Regions from separate parts of the Canis lupus genome. Here region 2 is linked to region 1. The links are chromatin contacts, called in public Hi-C maps. All regions are on one chromosome and are shown on one strand. Each heading gives the region's core, a stretch centred on a gene start, on an enhancer-like site or on the middle of the called end of the contact. The rest is flanking DNA. Distances are from core to core; before and after follow the strand shown.

Region 1 (7,949 bases), core at 3,232-5,731:
AGCTGGAGTGATGCTCAGAATTTTGCGTGCCATCCCAGCCATTGGCGGGACTCTGCTGCCCTCAGGTGGCTGAAGTTATTCTTGGACAAAGCCACTAGTGCTCTTGTGTTAGGAAGTGCTATGATGATTTTTAGAATGGTGGAATGGCTGGATAGGTAGAGAGAAGGGTAGATTCATTCACTTAGAAAATATTGAATTTCAACTATTTTCCCAGGCACTGTGCCAAAAGCTGTTAGGAAGTGACATTTGAGATCTGAGATCTGAAAATTGCACTGGCATTAAGTAAAGCAAGGACTATGGTCAGAGCTGCCCTGTGCATTGGTTCCAGGAGAACAGTGACAAGGATTGAAGAAATGATCTGTGGTGATGGGGACAGAACTTCACAAATATGCTTCATTCTTCAGGGAGAAAACATAACTCTAGCTAACCTTAGCCTATTAATTCAAATCCATTGGGTTAACAAGAGAAAGAATACAGAACAGGTAAATGTGGGCTTTAGATACACCCAAGGGGTATAAGGAAAGTTCTAGGTGGGGACAGAGAGGGAGAGTAAGAAGAGCTCTTTGCCTCACTGAAAAACAAAGTGAAACAGGTAAGAGGACAAGATACCATATTTAACATGGTTGGTCCTCAAAGATGATGACACCCAGTATTAATAAGTCTTTATAATTATGTAACTTTTTATTTTAGAGAGAGAGAGAGGGAAAGCATGCACGAGCAGGTGGGTCTGAGAGGGGCGGAGGGAGAGGATCTTAAGCAGGCTCCACATCCAGCAAGGAGCCTGATACAAGGCTTGATCTCATGACCCTGAGATCATGGCTTGAACCAAAATGGAACTGGGTGCTCAACCAACTGAGCCATACAGGCGCCCCTTAAGTCATTATATTATTGATGAGTATGGAAATTGATGCATTCCATTTGACAGCAATCTACAATTAGAAATTTATTGTCCAAGATTACTTGTAGGGATATATAGAGAAAAGAGTAGATGAGACCAGTGCCATTCCTTCATCTGGGCTTAAATAATGGCATCAGAGACACTTAAGAGCTGAGTTTCTTGAAATTGAAATTTGTGCTGGGACTTCTCTGCAGCTGAGAGACTTAGCTCCTTTTAGGATTCTGTAAAAGCCTACGTAAAAAATCCCAACCTTTTAATTTCCTTTGAACTCAAACATGCATTTATTGAACAACCTGTGAATGCAATGCTGGGCTGGGGAGGGTGCCCAGAGATAACTTAGATCTGCTTTTCTGACCTCAAAGATTTTGGTCTAGAGAGGACTGACTTGTAAAAATAAAACACAGTAATTAAATGGGAGGAAAGGCTATAATATAGCTTTGTGGAAATATGGGATAGGGAAAATAAAATATATTCTAATTGGAGGGATGAGGAAGGGGTAGGCTTCTAGCAGATGTGGCATTTGGGCCTTGAAACACAAGTGGATTTTAATAGGTCTGGGAGGCTCAGAGGAAGGACGGGTTGGTGTCTCTTCCTTTAGGTTGAAGAGCATGAACTGTTATGTTAGGCTTTATTGAGCACCAATAAGGTGCTGTGTGAAATGGAGAAGCATAAGAACCACCATTAAGGGATGATACAATATATCCCTGAGGAAAAAAATCATATAATATTAAATGATACTGTGTGATCAAGTATCAGAACAGTTACAGAGTCCAGAAGTGAAGCACAGATAAGGGCCAAATACAATTTTTTGGGTAGAAATTACTCGCTTTAAAAATATTTCAGTGGCTTAGTTGGTTAAATATCTGACTCTTGGACTTCAGCTCAGGTCATGATCTCAGAGTTGAGATTGAGCCTGGCATTGAGCTCCACACTGGGCATGGAACCTGCTCAAGATTCTCTCTCTCTTTCCATCTCTCCCTCCTTCACCCTCTCTAAAAAAAATTTTTTTTCAATGAAATCAGCAGGAGAAAGCATGAAGGCATAAGATGCATATTACTTTTACCATTACTTCTCCAAGCTTCTAGATTTTGTAAAAAGTTTTTATTTTTCATTACATGAAAAATGCATAATACATAATACAATTTTGTTTGAAAAAATTCAAGGGATAAGAAAAAAATTAAGAGTAAAAAAGAAAAATTCTTCCTTCAAAATCTCCCCTTTTCCACCCAATCTCATTTCTTTCCTTAAGGTGACCACTGATACCTCAGTGATGGAATGAAAGGTAGTGGGACAAGGAAGCCCAGGGAGGGTAAGACCTCAGGTAATACCTCAAATATAACCCACTACGGTGGAAAGACCTCCACACAAACTGAATATACCTCATGAACACCATTTTAATACTTGCCCAGTATTCTTTTTCTTTTTTAAATTTTTTTTAATTTTACTTTTTTATTTGAGAGAGAGCACAAGCAGGGGGAGCAGCAGAGGGAGAAGCAGACTCCCTGCTGAGCAGGAAGCCTGATCTGGGGCTTGATCCCAGGACTCCAGGATAATGACCTGAGCTGAAGGTAGATGCTTAACCAAGCCACCCAGGCGCCTCTAGTTGCCCAATATTCTGACAATATTTTGGAACATTTATTTAGAAAAAAACTTTATACCATTCTCTTTTTTTTTTTTTTTTTTTTAATTATAGACGATGATCCATTCTGGCTATTTTCGGACATATACCCCACTACATTTATGTTATATCATTTACATCATAGTATGTATATTATGTTAAGGCTTTTGGCATATATTCCAAATTGCTTTTCAAATAGTTGTAAGTATTTATTCTAGACGGCTGCTAGCGCACTGGGAGGGCACACCCAAGACTCCTGCATCAACCTTGAAAAAACTGTCTGTACTAGCTGACACCATATCCTCAGCTCTTAATCATTCCTTGACTCATGTGGTCTGGCTTCTGCCCAAACCAGTCCACTGAAACTGCTTCTGTCAAGGATCCTGTTGCTAATGGAAGTTCTCTTGTTTGACTTCTCAGAGGCATGGGACAGCCTTAAACTCCTCTCCCACAAAGCTTCCATTCTCTCCTGCTTTTCCTCTCCCCACTTTACATCTCCTTTGCAAGTCCATCCTCCTCCTTCTGGCCTGCCATGTTTTCCAGGCATCTGACTAGGCCCAAGGGACTTCACCTCTCAAAGCTCTGCCCGGGCAATCCCACACATTCCCCCCTTCTAGATGCTGATGCCTCCTACATCTTCCTCTTCATCTCAGCTGTCTCTAGAGCCCCACATCTTTGGGCTCACTGGATAGGCTCCCTCAGTAGGAGGCCCCAAGCCCGTCTCAACAGAACTATGTTAAAAATAAACTTCTCCGGCAGCCCAGGCGGCTCAGCGGTTTAGCACCTGCCTTCAGCCCAGGGCCTGATCCTGGAGACCCGGGGTCGAGCCCCACATCAGGCTCCCTGCATGGAGCCTGCTTCTCCCTCTCTCTCTCTCTATGTCTCTCATGAATAAATAAATAAAATCTAAAAAAAACCAAAAAACTAAAAAACTAAACTCTTCCTCCATCACCCACAACTCCTGTATTCCCCGTCTCACACCACATGCAAGGCGCTCAAGCCAGAAAAATGAGCATGATCTCCTTCTCCCTCGGGGCTCACATTCAGACAATTTCCCAGTCTCTCAATCTCTTTTCCGCTGGCCCCATGTGCCCAGTCTCCGTCGTCAATTCCCGCCTGGAATCCTGGAACAATCTTCTCCCCTGGCTCCCCGCCTCTTCCTCCCGCTTCCTTCCCTCCCACCCATCCTCGACCCAGCAAGGAGACCCTTCTGAAATGCAAATCTCATCACACCTTTCCCCCAGCTTTAGACCTTGCAGGATCTCCCCCTTGCCGCAGCATAGAACCTATGCCCTTTTGCCTCCTGAAGCAGAGATACGGGTGCGCACGAACTTTCGGATATTCTCCTCTCGTGAAATTTATTCTCGGTGGTGTCGTTCTGTGCACTTTAACACCTGCGAAGAGTCTGAGGCCACAACTCTCTGCCGCTCCAAACCACACCCTCATCCTATCCTTTTATAGCCACGTTCTCCCCCATCCCTAAGCCCAGACAACCGCAGACCTATTCACCATAGCTTGTCTCCAGACTTTGTCTTTTAAAAAAGGAGGAGGGAGTAGGGAGGGGGGAGAACTTTGGAAAAAGCAAAACAAACCCAAGCCCCTGAACGCGGCTTTAATGCCTACGCAGCTCTCCTCCCTCCCCTCCAACACCTGCACCACCACCACCACCACCACTTCCCCCCGCCTTTGGCTGCAATTAGGCGGGACTATTTCCGGTTGTTGCGGGGAGCGTCCAGCTCTCCCCCGTGCGGGGAGCCTCCTCCCCGCGGTCTTTGGGGCGCGGGCGCCTCCTCCGTGCTCCCCAGCGCATCCCGGACCCCGCAGCTGCAGGACTCGCTCCCGCAGCTGGACGTTCGCAGCCGCGCGCGCCGCCGAGGTCGAGCGCGCATGCGCACCGCGGCGTGGGCGGAGCGTCGTGGCCCCGCCCCCCGCGCGCCGCTCGCGCTCCCCTCCCCCACCCTGGCTGCGCCTGCGCGCTGGGGGCAACCGTTGCAGGGCGCCGACGGCCCCGAGGCGGCGACGGTCGCCGCAGACGCCCCCTCGTTTCGGTGCTGAGGTACCCGGCCCGGCGGCCCAGGACGTTCCCGTCGCATGGCGGAGTGCTGCGGACGATGCCCATGAAGTCCTTGGTCCTCGTAGCAGCGCTGTTGCTCTGGCCTTCGTCCGTGCCGGCCTATCCGAGTGAGTGAGCGCCCGGCGGCGGCGGCGGCGGCGGCACAGGGGACGCCTCTGAGGGAAGCCCCGCCGCCCCCCGGGGCCCTACAAGGGGCGGGGCCCGGGCCTGACACGCGGGGTACCTGGAGCTGTGACCCCCCGTGACCCCTGCGGTTGACCTCTCGCCCCCTTTGGCCAGAGTCTCTGCACGTGGGACAAAACGGGGGGGCGGGGGGCTCTGCACGCTGCGAGCCGAGTGGTGGGTTTTTTTCTTTCTTTCTTTCTTTTTTTTTTTTTTTTTTACATTTTTAAAGGTGCACACAAAAATGTAATGCCTCCAGACACGTGGGAAACTTATGACATTTCCAGTTGACAGATAAAGTTTTATTGGGACACAGCCACGCTCGTTCCCTTCAGGACTTGCCCACGGCTGCTTTCCCGCGTGAACAGCCGCAGAATTAGGTCGCTGGCCCAGAGACAGACGGGGTGGCCTGCAAAGCCTCAAGAACTTGACCCTGTCTGACCTTTTACAGGAAAAAAAAAAAAAAAGAGGAGAAAAGAAAAAAACAAAAACAAAAACGGTCTGTCCTTACCCGCTGTGGTAAAACGTGGAGAGCGTGTGGATCGTGGTGCCTGTCGAGGGCACCCACCGACCCCGTTACCCCATTAGGCGCTCCTGCGGCTCCTCCTCCAGTGCACGCGGCATTCACAGCCTCATTCATTTAAGCGGAAGTGAAACTTTAATAAGAGGACTTGTTCCCGAAAACCAGTAAAGGTCAGAAATCAAAGCCGGCCGCGGCTACTCCGTTAACGTGCGGACGTGAGGCGGTGTTTTACGTGGAGTGTCCCGTACCTGTTGTTTCACGTAGGACTGACCCTGAGCCCAGAGGCTCGTCCGTCTAGTCCATGGTGACAATTTAGTAGCGTTGGGGTTGGTTTAACCGGAAAAAAGGTTTGACAGGTAGGTGTGAAAAAAGTACCAAGGAGCGTGCCGGTTAGGAAGCGCTGCGTTTCAGAATTTGTGAAAAGGTCTTGGTTAAAACTTAGATTTAAAAAATGAAAATAAAAAATAATAATAATAAAATAAAATAAATAAATAAATAAATAAATAAATAAATAAATAATGAAAATATGGGGGACCTGGGATCGAGTCCCACGTCGGGCTCCTTGCATGGATGGAGCCTGCTTCTCCCTCTGCCTGTGCCTCTGCCTCTCTCTCTCTCTCTCTCTGTGTCTCTCATGAATAAATAAATAAAATCTTTTATTAAAAATGAAAATGCAACACAACCTGCATCATTCCTGGTAGTGAGAAAAATTCTGGATAAAGTGTCCTAGAGAACCAAAGTTAGCCCTTTAAACACCAGCACTTAACGACTGTTAGATTGTTTTAGAGATGGCTTTGTAAAATGTTTCTTCTTTACCGTAAAGAAACAGACACCCCGAAGATGACACCTTTCTTGATGTCTGATGGTCGTTATTACTAACCTCAGTTATTGCATTTTTGGTAGCTGTAGATCAGTGAGTCACAACTGACTGACATGTATGGAGACTTTAGTTGAAGTGACATTGATACGGTCACAAGGGGCACCTGGGTGGTTCGGCCGTTGAGCATCTGCCTTTGGCTCAGGTGGTGATCCCGGGGTCCTGGGGTCCTGGGATCGAGTCTCGCATGGTCCCGCATCGGGCCCCCTGCATGGAGCCTGCTTTTCTGTCTGCCTGTTCTCTCTGCCTTTCTTTCTGCATCTCTCATGAATAAATAAATCTTTTTAAAAAAATTACTGTCACATAGTACACTCTGGGATTGCTGGATCCTCACTTGAGTCAGTGCAGTCTCCTGCCTAAGTGCATCATTTCATGGCCAATTCTTTTCTTTGTGCCCTCTTCCTTAAGCTTTCTTAAGGCTTGCAGGAAATTAAAAGATACTTCTCAGAAAAAAGGGCAGTTTTGTGTTAAATATGTAGATGACCCAAGACAGAAGGAAAATATATATACAGTTCATAGAACACATCTTGAAAATGTAATTTACTTCTTTTCCACAGAAGTGTATTAAGAGATATGTAGGGCAATGTTAGTATGGGTACTTTCTCTAATTCTTTTTTCTAAGTAATTTTATTTATTTATTGGAATAAGTACACCAAGAGAAACCAGGCTTATCCTTATGTTTGATTTAAATGAGATTTTTCTTGGGACGCCTGGGTGGCTCAGCAGTTGAGTGTCTGCCTTTAACCCAGGGTGTGATCCTGGAGACCTAAGATCGAGTCCCACGTAGGGCTCCCTGCATGGAGCCTGCTTCTCCCTCTGCCTGTGTCTCTGGCTGTCTCTCTTTGTGTCTCTCATGAATAATAAATAGAATCTTTTTCAAAAAAAGAGATTTTCCTTATGTTACATGGCCACTATTCCAACATTTGTTGGCAAAAGAATCATATAAAAAATGCTCCACATAGCTTTTTATAATGAAAACTGCAGCTTTGACTTTTTTTTCTAGCATGCTAAGCTTTAAGGTTATCTTATACAGAGATCATGGGTATTAAGTAATTATATTTGTTGAAAACCTCGGTACTTCTTTTAATTGTCCATACCTTTCTAATAAGCTCAACCCAAGTTTAGCTAGTACTGGCTTAATCTAAATTCAGTTGGATATGAATAAGGCTTGGGTATACAGCAGTCTACATTCCTGTACATGCATACACAGCCTGATGGTGCTGGATAAACACTCTTTTACTATATACTTAAGTTTATATACATTCAGTTAATTTTCTTATATCTGATTTTTCCATAGTTTTGGTTTTAAATATTTTCCAAATTTAAAAATGATACCTCTTTAATGTATATGCAGTGTATGACTTGCTTTACTTCTTTTTTTTTAAAGATTTTATTTATTTATTTGAGAGAGAGAGCAAATGCAAGTGGGGATAGGGGCAGAAGAAGAGGGAGAAGCAGACTCCCCACTGAGCAGGGAGCCCAATTCAGGCTTGATCCCAGGACTCTGAGATCATGACCCAAGCTGAAGGCAGATGCCACCCAGGTGCCTCTGCTTTACTTCTTAATGAGAATTCTTGTTGCTTTAAAAAAAAAAAAAAAAACCTCCTAAAGTATCATTTACATAATAGTTATATATTTGGATACTATTATGTAATTTGCCTTTTATAATTTTAATTCACCAAATATTCATGAGCCTGAAGCTACAAACACAAGAATGTGAAATATTAGCTTTTGGGCTCTTTTTTAATATTTCATGAATAAATTGTTTTTTCCTGATTATCTCTTTGAATCAGTCAG
Region 2 (7,949 bases), core at 2,611-5,110, 84 kb after region 1:
TTTCTTTCTTTCTTTCTTTCTTTCTTTCTTTCTTCTTTCTTTTCTTTCTTTCTTTCTTTCTTTCTTTCCATTATAAATGACACTGCTATGAATGTCCTGCTTTCAAATCTTTGGCTGCTCTATGGCATCAGGCATCTCTGAGGGCCTGGAATCATCAGAAGAAGAGGTATTGCAGTGAGAAAGAGGCACCCAGTGAGACTGGACAGGTCTCCAAGGTTTGGAGTCTCGGTTTGGAGTCTCAGTTTGGTGTCTCAGCCTCAGCCACAGGGAGCCACTGAAGAGTGTTGAGCAGAGAAGTCACTGGGCTGGATTTGCATCCTGAAAAGCTCTACCTAGCTGCAGGCCTGCTCCCAGGGAAGGGCCCTCTGGCTTATGGGGTTTCTTTACCTCCCGGTCCTACCTGATTCAATCTAGCCAGACCTCATTCCTGGAACCCACTCCTCAAATTGACCTCCTTCCCCTGGTACATAGGCAGTTGGCCATACCTGCTACCTAAACATCTTCCTCCCAGTCTCCATGGGACAGTCCTCACCGACTGCCTTCTGACCACCAAGCTTTGGTCACTCCCGAGAGGTTGGTTTGTGACAGGAGAAGCAGCACACTCACCTTCTCCTTGCAGACAGTGGAGGGGAGGAAGGCAGGGAAGAGCAGGAGATGCATAACTAGAGGGCATTCCCTTCCAGTGGCTTCTGTTTTCTTTGACAGCCAGGCAGGGATTGGATGCGCATAGAGGTGAGAAGTGGTCCTTGCAGACAATACAAGAGTGATCTCACTAGGAATACAGGAGAAGGTTGGTAGGCAAGTTGAAGGCCTTGCTGTGGCTGGGGATCAAAGCTTCCTGCTCTCTTGGGTGCTTTTCTGCAAAAATGTTCTATTAGCTGCCCTGGTGCAGGAAGGGAGAGAACAGGTGGCTAGATTCACTCAGGGATGGGATATGTTTAGGTTGCTGGAATAGGATAGTGGGACAAGGGAGAGGAATGTGTGTATGAGAATAATAGTGAAGAGGAATCCTGGATTTGAAATTAGCCAATGAGTGAATAAAGCTGGACCACTGAGATGATATGAAGGGAGCTGGGGAGGAACTGGAGCTCTGGCTGCAGTTAGAAACCTGTTGCGTGCTGGCTCTTGACCAGGCGAGCTGAAGGACAGGACATGTGATGGGAGAGTGGTACATTCGACTCTTCCCTGTCATGTGATTACGGACTTTGGCTTGGGCCTTCATGGTGATCACGGTACCAATACGACTTTCCATGTATATGCAACTACCTTTTTCCAGATACTGCAATAAGTGCTTTATAATTATCAATTGTCCTTGAGCCAGTTCTTTTTTTTTTTTTTTCTTGAGCCAGTTCTGAAAGGGACGAATTATTATCTCCATTTTATAGATGAGCAAAGTAAGGTTCACTTCCATAGGACTTACAGCCCACCATCAGTTAGTAAGGGGCAGAAACAGGAAGCTACCTCAAGTGTGTCCGCACCAAATCACGCCAAGAACTCATTAATCACAGGCTCTGCTGCTTATGAAGAATGGAAATATATACAAAAACAAAACAAAACAAAACAAAAAAACCCGCCCCCAATCTCATCTCAGTGGGTAGATTTGGCTTCCTTTTCCCATCACACCTTTGGTCCCTCATGTGCATGTAAGGTCACATGGCCAGACGTGGGTACCCAGCTCTGACCTCTCAGGACAACATGGAAGAGCAAATTCTGCTACAAGCTGGAGAACAAAAGGGAAATTCCTTCACCACCAACCCATGTACAATTTGCCTCTGGATAATTGAGGCTCTAGGCACCTAGCTCCTTACAGATTAATCAAGCAAATGTTCTCTTCTGTGCAGATGGTCTTGGAAGCTCAGTACTTAGAAAGGAGGCTGTAGATTCTGGAGAAAGGCATGCACTAAGATTCTCCATGTTTGGGCAGGAGTTTATCTCTGCTGAGCAGGACAGTAGGGAGCCACGCAACGTTTCTGAGCCAAGGATGACATTGTGTACTTTGACTGCCTGGTCTATACCCCAAAAGGGACTTGGTTGGCAGAAAACCGGAGGTGGGCGCATAGGGAAGGTTCACCACCGCACGCAAAGGCTGGGCACGGCAGGGGGGGATCTGCAGGTACAGAGTGGGGCCCAGCACACGTCCTCACTCGGCTGCATCCCCACTTGGGACAGGCAGCGGCTCCATCGACGCGGACGAGCTGCGCACCGTGCTGCGGTCGTGCATGCGCGAGAGCGCCATCTCGCTGCCCGACGAGAAGCTGGACCAGCTGACGCTGGCGCTCTTCGAGTCGGCCGACAAGGACTGCAACGGCGCCATCACCTTCGACGAGCTTGCGGGACGAGCTGCAGCGCTTCCCCGGGGTCATGGAGAACCTGACCATCAGGTGCGGCTCTGCGTCCCGCGTGGGTACCGCCCGCGTGCAGGTGCCGCTCCAGCTGCGCAGGCTGGTCTGAACGCTCGGGGATCCCTCAGCCCAGCCCCGCCCCTCCGCAGCCTGCCTGGCCCCGCCCCGCCCCACCCCGCCCCGCAACAGCCCGCCTAGCCCCGCCCCTCCGCAGCCTGCCCGGCCCCGCCCATCCCGCATGGCCCCGCCCATTCCCACCCCTCCTGTCCTGCTTGGCCCCGCCCAGCCCCGCAGCAGCCTGCCTGGACCCGCCCACCTCCCCGCCTATCCTGATTGGCCCCGCCCAGCCTCGCCCCTCCGCAGCCGGCCCGGCCCCGCCCACCAGCCCCCTCCTGTCCTGCTTGGCCCCGCCCAGCCCCGCCCCGCAGCAGCCTGCCTGGCCCCGCCCCCTCCCCGCCTATCCGGATTGGCCCCGCCCAGCCCAGCCCCTCCGCAGCCTGCCTGGCCCCGCCCACCCAGCCCCTCCGCGTTGCTCAGCCCCGCCAAAGCCCCTGCCTCGCCCTCCCCGCCCAGCCCTGCCCCTCTTCATCCTGCCTGGCTCCGCCCACCAGCCCCTCCTATCCGATTGGCCCCGCCCAGCCCCGCCCCGCTGTAGCCTGCCTGGCCCCGCCCACCCAGCCCCTCCGCGTCCTGCTCAGCCCCGCCCAGCCCCGCCCCGCAGCAGCCTGCCTGGCTCCGCCCACCAGCCCCTCCTATCCTGATTGGCCCCGCCCAGCCCCGCCCCTCCGCAGCCGGCCCGGCCCCGCCCACCAGCCCCCTCCCGTCCTGCTTGGCCCCGCCCAGCCCCGCCCCGCAGCAGCCTGCCTGGCCCCGCCCCCTCCCCGCCTATCCGGATTGGCCCCGCCCAGCCCCGCCCCTCCGCAGCCTGCCTGGCCCCGCCCACCCAGCCCCTCCGCGTTGCTCAGCCCCGCCAAACCCCCTGCCTCGCCCTCCCCGCCCAGCCCTGCCCCTCTTCATCCTGCCTGGCTCCGCCCACCAGCCCCTCCTATCCGATTGGCCCCGCCCAGCCCCGCCCCGCTGTAGCCTGCCTGGCCCCGCCCACCCAGCCCCTCCGCGTCCTGCTCAGCCCCGCCAAAACCCCTGCCTCGCCCTCCCCGCCCAGCCCCGCCCCGCAGCAGCCTGCCTGGACCCGCCCCCCTCCCCGCCTATCTTGATTGGCCCCGCCCATCCCCGCCCCGCTGTAGCCTGCCTGGCCCCGCCCACCCAGCCCCTCCGCGTCCAGCTCAGCCCCGCCCAGCCCCGCCCCGCAGCCGCCTGCCCTGCCCGGCAGCATCCTGCCTGCCCAGGTCCATCCAGCCTGACCCGCTTTCTCAGAGGGGACAAAGGTCTGTAGTGCGGGGCAACTGTTGTCAAGCCTCCGTTTTCAGTGTCTTTTCAGAATCAACTTCACAGTGTTAAGCACCCACTATTGGCTGGGCATTTTTACGAATAGACCCGTGCATTTTATAGCAACGCCCAAAAGGAAATTAGTCACGTCACCTGAAGGAGCTTATCTAGGATCACACAAATAATTAGCAAAGGCACACACTTATTCAACGTGGTCGGGCAGGCACGGCTGATTTATAGGTAATGTCTATAATGCCGATAAGCAGACGCATAAACTAGAGGGGCACTAAACAGGTAAGGGCTGCGGAAAAAATAAAATAGAGGGTAACAACACACCTAAGTTTGACTCCAAGCCCTCGCGGTTGATTCTTTCGGTGTGTTAACTCACTTGTGGGTTATCCACCACAACATATCTCAGATTCTTCCATTCTTTCTTTCTTTTTTTTTTTTTTAGATTTTATTTTTTTTAATTTTTATTTATTTATGATAGTCACACACAGAGAGAGAGAGAGAGAGAGAGAGAGGCAGAGACACAGGCAGAGGGAGAAGCAGGCTCCATGCACCGGGAGCCCGACGTGGGACTCGATCCCGGGTCTCCAGGATCGCGCCCTGGGCCAAAGGCAGGCGCTAAACCGCTGCGCCACCCAGGGATCCCTCTTTGTTTTTTTTTAAGATTTTATTTATTTATTCAAGACAGACACACAGAGAGAGAGAGAGGGGCAGAGACACAGGCAGAGGGAGAAGCAGGCTCCATGCAGGGAGCCCGATGCGGGACTCGATCCCGGGTCTCCGGGGTCACGCCCTGGGTCGAAGGCGGCGCTAAACCGCTGGGCCTTGGGGGCTGCCCTCTTCCATCCTTTCGGATCACTCCCCCCCCTCCTCGGTTGGCAAGTAAAGGAGGTAATAAGAACGGCGGCGGATGCAGCGTCAGACAGGTGGGAGTTCCATCTCGGCCTTGCCGAGCTGTGTGACCCTGGGCCAGTGGCTTGGCCTCTCTGTTCCCGGGTGTACCGGGAAGCCGGCCGGCTTGCCACGAGGCCCCGGAGAGTGGGTGGAAGGCAGCGGGCGTGGGGTGCCTCGGTGCCCCCGGGGCCCGTTCCCCTCCGCAGCTGCCCTGAGCACAGCCGGTCCCTTGCAGCGCTGCCCACTGGCTGACGCCCCCCGCCGCCCCGCGCCGCCCGCGCGCTCTGACCTGGGCCTACTGGCACAACCACCGCAGCCACCTGCTCTGCCTGGCGGCCTTCGCGGGCCTCCACCTGCTGCTCTTCGCGCTGGCGGCCAGCGAGCACCGGGCCCGGGGCGCCAGCGTCATGGTGGCCAAGGGCTGCGGCCAGTGCCTCAACCTCGACGGCAGCTTCATCGCGGTAGGACTCCGCGGGCAGGATGCCCAGAGGTGGCCGGGGTGGGGTGGGGAGAGTGGGGATGCTGATGTAGGTTCCTCAGGGCTGCAGGGACCCACACGTGGACTCCTGGAGCACCAGGGCGGGAGGGCGCCTCGGAAGGTCAACACTCGGTGGACACTGAGGCCCAGAGAGGGGCAGTGACTTGTCCGTGGTCACACAGCCTGTAAAACACAGCAGGCATTTTTGTGCAATTACTATGGACATTCAGGGGGGGTGCTAAGCCCTTCCCATCTGATGTTCACAACATCCTGCGGTGACCCCAGGGGGAGATGGGCAGCTTCTGTGCAGGGCGCCCAGCAGATGGAGTCCGGGATAAGAGCCCTTGAGTGACAGGCTAATCCGAATATGATGCTCTGGGCCAGGGAGCGAGGTCTCCAAGCATCTTTTGATTGTGTGCTCCTATAATTAAAACAGCGAAAAACCCTTCCAATGACACAACATATTTCCTTCGGATGATGTGCATGCCCTATTATCAGTAGCCGTCAGACGCGGGGCACGCGGTAACTATCAGGAAAGAATCATCCTTAATGATCAGGGATGTACATCTCTAGTCCACATACTCTTCTTGATAATGTCAGCCTCTTGTGTGGGTTTTATTTTTATCCTCAGACCTGGCTACATACCAAGGGTTAGAGACCCATGACTCATTTGCTTGGTCACTTGAGTTATTAACACTGCTTTGAATCAGCGCTTCCTCTGCAGGGAAACTCTTTGAGCTACTTGTCCTTTCTGCGAGAGGCAGTTTAGCTTGGCTAAAATCAGACAACGAAAAAAAAAATAAAAAAATAAAATAAAATAAAATCAGACAACGTCATCACCAAGTCCACATATCTGGGCTCACATATGTTAAAGCAAATGAGCAAGGAGGGCCTTGGAAAAACCCGGTGTTCCTCCAGGACACCTCGAGAACTAGACATAACAGGTGCTGGGCTGACGTACAGATATATGAGGGTCCACCCTGTGGACACAATGTGCTTCTCGTGGGTTTAGGTACAAGTAACACCTGCAGTCATCCTGTAACCTGTTCTCATCCTGCCACAGTTCCCGGAGACTGTGCTTTGGACACCCTCAGCTCTGGACTTAGGGGAGCAGGGAAGGCTTGGGGGGGCAGGGGAGCTGGTGAAGGGACCGGTTCAGGAAGCACAGCCAGCTCAGAGGGAGGCAGGGAGACAGCTGCTGGGGAAGGGGGAGTGGGGGGTTTGGGAGAGAGCCAGGGGGTCTCTCTGCTGCTGTGTCCTGCCAGGTGCTGATGCTCAGGCGCTGCCTGACATGGCTGCGGGCCACGTGGCTGGCTCAGGTCCTGCCGCTGGATCAGAACATCCAGTTCCACCAGTTCGTGGGCTATGTGGTGATTGTGCTCTCCCTTGTACACACCGTGGCCCACATCGTGAACTTCGGTGAGTGGCCTGGGGCTGCGGGAGGGGCCCTGGATGAGCCTTTCACAAACCCCCAGCCCTGGACACAGGGCACAGGCCCTGTGTGTCCTGCAGACCCGGTTGGGGGTGGGGGGAGCGGTATCCCGCCTAAGCCGGTGGTCTGGAGGGAAGTCCCTACCTGTGGGGGGAATCTGGTGGGGAGCCCTGGGGCCCTCAGAGGAAAGGCGGACAGGGAAGAGCTTGTCTTGCATTTGTCTCCAGCGCTCCAGGCTCAGGCCGAGGCCAGCCCCTTCCAGTTTTGGGAACTGCTGCTCACGACGAGGCCTGGCATTGGCTGGATCCACGGCTTGGCCTCCCCGACCGGTGTGGCACTACTGCTGCTACTGCTTCTCATGTTTGCCTGCTCCAGCTCCTGCATCAGAAGGAGCGGCCACTTTGAGGTGTCCATCCTTGCCCTTTGCTATCCCAGGCTGGGCTCCCATCATTTCATGCTGCATCCCCTCTCATTTACTGCAGAGCCCAGGAAGTGCCCGGGCTACTCTGCACATCACATGCCTGTGCCTTGGGTTCTGCCCTTGGGTTGTAGTGTATGTCTGCCGAGTGGAAGCTGTGTTGTTCTGGAAGACTCTGCCTTTTTGCTGGCGTGCCCACCCTCACCCCCTCCCCGCCCAGTTGGATTAAAGCTTCCTCATCTATCAAGTGAACCTATAATTCTCTACCTATGAAGTTATTTTAGGCATTAAATGAGATAACATATGCAAAGCCACTGACTATTCCCCTGGCACGCAGATGCTCCAGACACTTCCCCATGTGTAGTGTCCTCAAGATGCAGGAGGTCACAGATTTGGTTTGGAGCCCCCTGGACTGATCTGGTCACATCAGATAGTCGTTTTCAGAGCCCCAGCAGCAGTGCTTTGAGGGGAGAACCCGCATCCTTATTTGACCAACGAGAAGTCTGACACTCAGACCAGTGATTGCCCGGCCCACGCTCCTCCCACTTGCTCAGGCACTCAGACTCCGGCTCTGCCCTTTCTTCTCCATGCCCAGGAAATTACCGTCTTTCTTTTCTTGCTCCCCCCACCCACCCACCCAAAAGGGTCAGTGTGATGGGGACATTGATGCTCTTGAGCCCTTCAGCCAGGATATCCCTAGGCAGATGTTTCAGATGTTTGGTGCAAGCACCAGGAACCCTTCTATTATCCCGGGGCCAAGCCCCCAGAATAAAGAAGCACCAGAGCTTCCCATCCCCAGCCTCCTACCCAGCCCTGTCCCCAGGAGAGGGTGTTTGACCAAGGCTCTGTCTGGGTGCCGCCCTGGCTTTGAGGATGGCCCTGAGCCCTGGCCCTGTTCCACCCTCCCCCGTCTTGAGCTCTGCAAGCTTACTACTACCACTCCCCCCCCCCACCCACAGGTGTTCTACTGGACCCATCTGTCCTACCTTC

Evidence for each region. A called contact is a pair of places that touch in the nucleus more often than the background predicts.
Region 2: a Hi-C map of blood shows a contact between it and region 1, with 6 times the contacts expected there. The contact joins the enhancer-like site here to the promoter of SPESP1 in region 1. A contact is called at or near these places in 4 of 9 Hi-C or Micro-C datasets (amygdala, blood and liver).

The regions. Positions count from the first base shown.
Region 1 is chr30:33,305,838-33,313,786 of UU_Cfam_GSD_1.0, forward strand. SPESP1 (sperm equatorial segment protein 1) reads left to right here and starts at 4,482. Exons shown (of 2, transcript XM_038580824.1): 1 at 4,482-4,697. The coding sequence starts at 4,628. NOX5 (NADPH oxidase 5) reads left to right here and starts at 4,557. Exons shown (of 20, transcript XM_038580823.1): 1 at 4,557-4,697.
Region 2 is chr30:33,390,036-33,397,984 of UU_Cfam_GSD_1.0, forward strand. NOX5 (NADPH oxidase 5) reads left to right here. Exons shown (of 20, transcript XM_038580823.1): 5 at 1,842-2,048; 6 at 2,170-2,327; 7 at 2,329-2,381; 8 at 4,867-5,092; 9 at 6,375-6,528; 10 at 6,769-6,947; 11 at 7,919-7,949. Among named protein-coding and RNA genes, the nearest start is that of NOX5, 84 kb to the left of the region's middle. Within about 2 kb of position 3,861, at least 11 of the 20 cell types and tissues checked have an H3K27ac peak or open chromatin away from gene starts, as enhancers often do. A contact at or near this core is called in blood and liver, where this site is marked.